2 separate regions of the Cricetulus griseus genome follow, and region 2 is linked to region 1. The links are chromatin contacts, called in public Micro-C maps. All regions are on one chromosome and are shown on one strand. Each heading gives the region's core, a stretch centred on a gene start, on an enhancer-like site or on the middle of the called end of the contact. The rest is flanking DNA. Distances are from core to core; before and after follow the strand shown. Region 1 overlaps Pcgf5 (polycomb group RING finger protein 5). Region 2 overlaps Rpp30 (ribonuclease P protein subunit p30).

Region 1 (3,121 bases), core at 30-2,529:
AGATAGCTTGCTGCATTGGACTGTTGACTAAAGAAATTGTGGAAAAAGTCAGGCAGTGGTGGTGCATGCCTTTTATCCCAGTCCATAGGAGGCAGAGGCAGCCAGACTGGTGCACAGAGTGAGTTCCAGGACAGCCAGGGCTACACAGAGAATATTTATCTCAAAAGATTTTTTAAAAGTGTGGAAAAGGGCCGGGCATTGGTGGCGCACGCCTTCAATCCCAGCACTTGGGAGGCAGAGGCAGGCGGATCTCTGTGAGTTCGAGGCCAGCCTGGTCTCCAGAGCAAGTGCCAGGATAGGTTCCAAAGCTACACAGAGAAACCCTGTCTCGAAAAACCAAAAAAAAAAAAAAAATGTGGAAAAATGTTATTGTATAGATGAGATAAATATTCTGTACATCAGAGAAAATTTTAGTGAAAAATTCAAACAAAACTTTTCTCCATGTTTCCACCGTTCCATTATGGCAAAGAGTCACCTCATGAGTCAGGTGTGTATGGGACCCAGCAGGACTAGGTCTTGCTTCTGATACTCTATGTTCAGGGAAAGTCCAGGCTGCTTGCTGGGTGTGTGTGTGTGTGTGTGTGTGTGTGTGTGTGTGTGTGTGTGTGTGTGTGTGTGTGTGTGTTTAATATGAGTAGGCCAGCTTAGGCTTCAGGCAGTGCTTCTCAACCTTCCTAATGCTGCAACCCTTTTATTCATTCCTCATGTTGTGGTGACCCCCAACCATAAAATTATTTTCATTGCTACTTCATAACTAATTTTGCTACTGTTATGAATCATACTGTAAATACCTGTGTTTTTCGATGGTCTTAGATGACCCCTGTGAAAGGGTCTTTCAACCCACCGGTTGAGAAACACTGCCTTTAGGTGAGAGACTGGTCCTCTCATACAAGGCTCACAGTTGGCCCACTTGATACAAGACACGTCTGGGACAGTGCTTTTCACAGTTGATTGTGTACCCCAGTTGCTGGGATGGCATAACATCCTAGGGGGCGTTGAGAGTCTGCCCCAGCGCCTGCCTACATTTTTGGGGGGCAGACTACACTAGAAGCAAGGTCTGGTTAGGGTCTGCTTCACATCAGAACCATCTGAGGGTTTTAAAAAGGCTGGCACCTGGGACCTATTTGTAGTGACTGTGATTGAATGGGGGAGGGCCAGGCCCTGAAGTTCGTACTGATAGATATGAGTCACCTACAGATGCCTCTGTACTGATAGATATGAGTCACCTACAGATGCCTCTGATTTGATGCCCGTGTGCAAGTAGTGTTAAGAGCCACTGCCACGAGATCGGCACGCTTTTGCTGTGACTCACGGCTAAAAATCTTCCTGTGTGGACACTGTAGCAACCCAGGAGGTACCTTAGGTGACCTTCTAAGATGTGAGTACAGTCAACTTTGTGGATGTATCTGTGAAGAAGAGATTGTTCTTAGTTAGCAGGTCCCTGGAGATGAGCTGAGTGTTGCTGTCAAGGGACACACCCAGAAAGAAAAATGGTCCTCTCCTAGAGATGTCCTGGGATACAGGAAGGAGGTGAATGTGAATGTGGTTATCTCTCAGCTCAGAAGACCCTTCATCCTTTGTGTCCCTGCACCAGGAGAGATCTAGCAGACAGTGCATTATGAGCACAATTCGGATGCTTTGAGTTTCTTTAGAAACATCTATATGTTTACTTCTTACTGTATCTCTATGTGTTTGTGTATAAATGCATGCACTGGTGAAATTTCCACACTGCTAGAATTCTAGCATTTACATGTTCCCTTTGCCAATTTTTAGTAAGTTTTAGACTATTTTCTGTTCATTTACTTGCTCTTCTACCCGAACTTAATGACTTAGGAACCTGGTGGAAGAACTGTTGCCATTCTCAGAAGCTTCCAGTGCTTCTGACAGTGATGATTCAGCTTGCTCAAAACCGTAGACCTGGGTTCAAAAGTTAACTGTTTCATTATTATCACAGAACAGTCTCAGCAAAACAGGAAACGACCATATTAACATTATGCTAATGACAACTTCTTAGAATACACTTCAGAGTTCATGGATTAAAATTGAATATAATTGTGCTGTTAATAAGTTGGAATTCTTGGGGCCAGCAATGTGGCTCCACATGTGAAGGTACTTACTGTAAGCATGATGACCTAAGTTGGATTCCCAGAACCCCCATGATAGGATAGAACCAACTCCCTCGTGCTGTCTTCTGACTTCAGCACATGTGTGCCATGGTACATGCACACACAAGCTTGTGTGTGCATTCACAGGTGTACATAAGCACACACTCTCTTGTTCTCTCTCTCTCGTGCACACATAAATGTTTTTAAAAAGTTGGAATTCTCTGCCTTCTCACTATACAGTCATAAGCTATAACTTGGTCTCTGTCGAGGCCACTTCCTTCAGTCAGTCACTCATTTGAAATCCAAATTAACTTCCTCACCCACCCTCACTTCTGCCTCTTAGAAAAAGGTCCATCTATGTGGAGACCTATCTATACCCACCTCTTGTCAGAGAATAAAGCCCAAGTCCCTGAGTGTCATTTTGAGCCTTCTGACTAGGGTCTATATTTTCTCCGCCCTCATGGCTTGTTACTTGCCCAGATGGGTCCTTGTCTGAGATTGAGAATCGGGGAGGAAATATTGGAGGCTCAGCCGAGAACAGATAGGTGAAAGGGTGAATTGGACAGAAGGATGGTAGGTGACACAAGGGACATGCGTGGTCACTGGGCAGCATTACCGGCCCACTGACCTCGTAACTGGATTTAAAGTGAAACCAGGGAGCATATGGCCTCTGTGGTATGGGTACAGGGCAAGGAATCCTCACATTCCTTGCATTCTGCCAGAACCTGACAAAGCCATTCCCTTTCTGGTCACTGCTTTTGTGCATGCTGGGACCACCCTGTGAAACACATTATCTTTTCCTGCCAAAATTATTATTATTATCATTACTATTATCATTTTCTTGTTTTAATTATTCTTCCCTCATATATCACATCCTGAAACAGCAGTTTCACCTTCTTCTCCTCCCCCCAGTCTCTCCACCCCCACCTCAACTCTCCTCAGATTCACCCTCCCTCTGTCACCCCTCAAAAAGAACAGGCCTCTCAGGGACATCAACCAAACATGACATAATATGC
Region 2 (3,019 bases), core at 320-2,819, 270 kb before region 1:
CACTTCCTCTAGCAGAGTTCTACCTCCCAGAACAGCGCCACCATCTGGGGACCAAGTGTTAAATATACTGACTTACGAGAGACATTTACACATTCCAAATACAACATGGCCACAAGTCTGAAATCAAGGTGTGAGCAGGCTGTACTCCCTCTAAAAATTATTAAGGGAGCCTTTCTTTGAGTCTTCCAAACTGGTGGTGATTTATTAGCAACTGGTGCCTAGCTGCCACAGTAACACCATTCTCTTTGTCGGCACTGTGTTTTCCTATGAGTCTCTGGCCATTTTATAAGAACACCAATGAGATTAGGAGCCTGCTGTTTTCAGTATGACCTACTCATCTTGATTACACCTGTACAGACTATCTCCAAAAAAGGTTACAGTCTGAGATCTGAAATTCTACAGGTCAGGAATGTAACATCTTTTACAGGTGGGGGTACAGTTAAGCTCACAGTACCCAGCTGTTCTATTCTAGTTTTTATCTTTCGGATAATTTGAAGCAGCCCACATCTATTAGTAAAGGCTTACTAAACATTGTACCTCTACAGTAAATGCTAAGCAGCTGTAAAAGAAAATGAAATTTACAAGCTGACATGGGAAAACTTCCAAATCAGTCAAGATAAGAACTTAACAAGACACCTTTTAGGTAAGAAGAAGGAAACTATGGTGTGTATTCATGTTCGCTTACATCTGTGTGAAGAAGCTAGAGGAAACATAAGAAATAAATGAAAGCAATTACAGCAGTGGGGTAGGGCAGTGAGAGCAGATGCAAGGAGGACCTGCTGTTCCTTCTGTATCTTTGATCAGTGAGTCAGAAGACAATGAGATCCTAACAAATGACACACCGGAAGGCTGTCTACCCCAAGTTCAGCGTAGGCACTGATTCTTAAGGCAAGCAATCAGCGTGTTGCCCTGGAATCAACTCTTGGTTTCCCTTCTTCCTTCTCCAAAGCTTAGCTTAAGTTTTTAGTGCTTAGAATTTTATTATCCATAGCTCCTGATCTAAGTGTCAAATGCTGCCCTTCGTGACATCATTGTGACTATTATTTCTCTTTAGTAAGAAAAAAATCTCATCATCTGCCTATTCAGGCACTTCCATTCAGACATGAGAACAGAAGCCAATCAGGCAGGCACGCTCATTCTCTGTAAAGACATTATTATGAACAATCATACAATGAGCTTACGACAATTTACATAAAATGCTCTTAGGAGCAGGAGACCAGGTAATGACTGTGTTTTATTCATCTAAAACAGCAAAGTTATATGAAAGAAATATTCACAGCCTTCAATAGCACATTATCTTTAATTTCTTTCTCAGGAGTGTTCTTAGCAATTTTAAAGTGAACCTGATTAATGTACCAAGACTAGAATCATATGTGAAAGAAATTAAGCTGGCAATTCTATCCTGTTTTCCTCCATCCTCTCCCTCAAAGGGGTTTTTATTTTGTTGTGATTCCCAGACAGGTTTAAAAATTTAAATTGACTCAACTAGAAACACTTAGGGATCTGATCATTCAACACCACACTGCTCACATCCTTTATTCCTGTCTTCAGCCTACTGCCCTGTGGTTTACTTCTGCAACTAGAAGGGTGGGGAAATATGAGTCAGACTCTTTGTCTGGTAGCTTTAGCGAAAGAAATAGCTGAGGAGATAACTTGAAATGGCCAAAGAGATGTTTTTATTTATCTGTGGATTTCCTTCACCAAGTCCATCCCAGTTCCTTGATCATCCACAGTGAACAACATTGTCACATGGCCCCTTCTCCACAAGCTACAGTCAGAATATACCTGCTGCTGATGCTGCTGCTGCTGCTGCTGATGATGATGATTTGAATTAGAAAGGGAGTTGTACCAGCCCTGAGAAGTATAAATCTAGGCAGGGAAATTAGGTGTTTGTTTAATTACAGCACCAACATCGTGGCATCTAGATCTATTCCTAGAAGGAATGCAAGCCAGAGAATTAGAGATGGGGAAAAAGATGTCCAAAGAGGGGAGAGTAGTGTTTAAATTTCAGCTAAACGTAGAGATGTAGGAAAATCTAAACACTGCTAGCCGTAAGATCAGAGGACAAAAGAAGAGAAAGAAGGTGGGGGTGGGACATGGAAAAAGAAATCTGTTCAAGAAAGAATAGAAGGAGCTTCTAGATGACTTCAGGTCGGCGAGACCAGTCCCTTCACTCCCTGGCGACCCTGAGTAGTGAGGCCCATAGAGCCTCACCTTGGAGACCAAGACCATCTTTCCCGAGTGAGCCAGCTATCCTGCCTTTACTTCAGAGAGCCACCATAACCTGCATGAGTTTGGCAAGTTTCTAAGGCCTTAGTTCTTACCACAGGACTCCTGCGCTTCCTTCTCCAGCCTCTGGCCTTCCCTCCATGCTCCAGGCCCTGAGCCTGTTTGTTCTCTTCCCTCTGAAAGGGCTCTTCATCCACTGTGCAGTTGCTTCATTTCTCTTCATTGAAAACCTCCTTGCTCAAATGTACCAGAGCTCTGAGAAGGGCTCCGCTTTGTCAAGTAATTAGTGCTTTAAAACAAATCTGTTATGAAAGGACAGACTGTTGAAACTTAAGAAAAGCAGTGCATGAGAGAAAGACACCATGTGACAATGTTCAAGCAAAAAGGCTTTTTTTTTTAAGGGATCACAAAAAGAGGAGAGGTGAGACCAGCCTCTGAGGACAGGAGCAGTGGAAGAGAGGAAAGAGAGGCAGAGGCAGAAGGAGAGAGAGAGGATGGGAGGTGGGGAGGACTCTTTTAAAAGAGGACATAGTGAATGTGCACAGGTGATGCTCTTAGTGATGCTGCAGCTGAGGGCGTATCCTGTCAGAACCCCAAGGACAGGCCAGCACAGATGCCTGAATACCAACACAGACATTGCATCCTTTAACCTGGGAAACTGAATTGTGTACTGGTGAATTTCAATCCCACTCCCGTGCTTTGCAGACTTTCCACTCTTAAGAGAACACTAAATGAGAAAACTTTCTTCCTCATGGAAAGACCAAGCCCATATGGCAAGCTGGGCAAAACC

Evidence for each region. Hi-C and Micro-C count contacts between places; a contact is called where the count stands out from the background.
Region 2: a Micro-C map of the CHO-K1 cell line shows a contact between it and region 1, with 5 times the contacts expected there. The contact joins two enhancer-like sites. A contact is called at or near these places in 2 of 8 Hi-C or Micro-C datasets (the CHO-K1 cell line and fibroblasts).

Annotation. Positions count from the first base shown.
Region 1 is chr3:25,401,284-25,404,404 of CriGri-PICRH-1.0, reverse strand. The region is part of intron 1 of Pcgf5 (polycomb group RING finger protein 5); the gene reads left to right. Among named protein-coding and RNA genes, the nearest start is that of Pcgf5, 17 kb to the left of the region's middle. Within about 2 kb of position 1,279, at least 2 of the 6 cell types and tissues checked have open chromatin away from gene starts, as enhancers often do. A contact at or near this core is called in the CHO-K1 cell line, where this site is marked.
Region 2 is chr3:25,676,366-25,679,384 of CriGri-PICRH-1.0, reverse strand. The region is part of intron 6 of Rpp30 (ribonuclease P protein subunit p30); the gene reads left to right. Among named protein-coding and RNA genes, the nearest start is that of Htr7, 16 kb to the left of the region's middle. Within about 2 kb of position 1,569, at least 1 of the 6 cell types and tissues checked has open chromatin away from gene starts, as enhancers often do. A contact at or near this core is called in the CHO-K1 cell line, where this site is marked.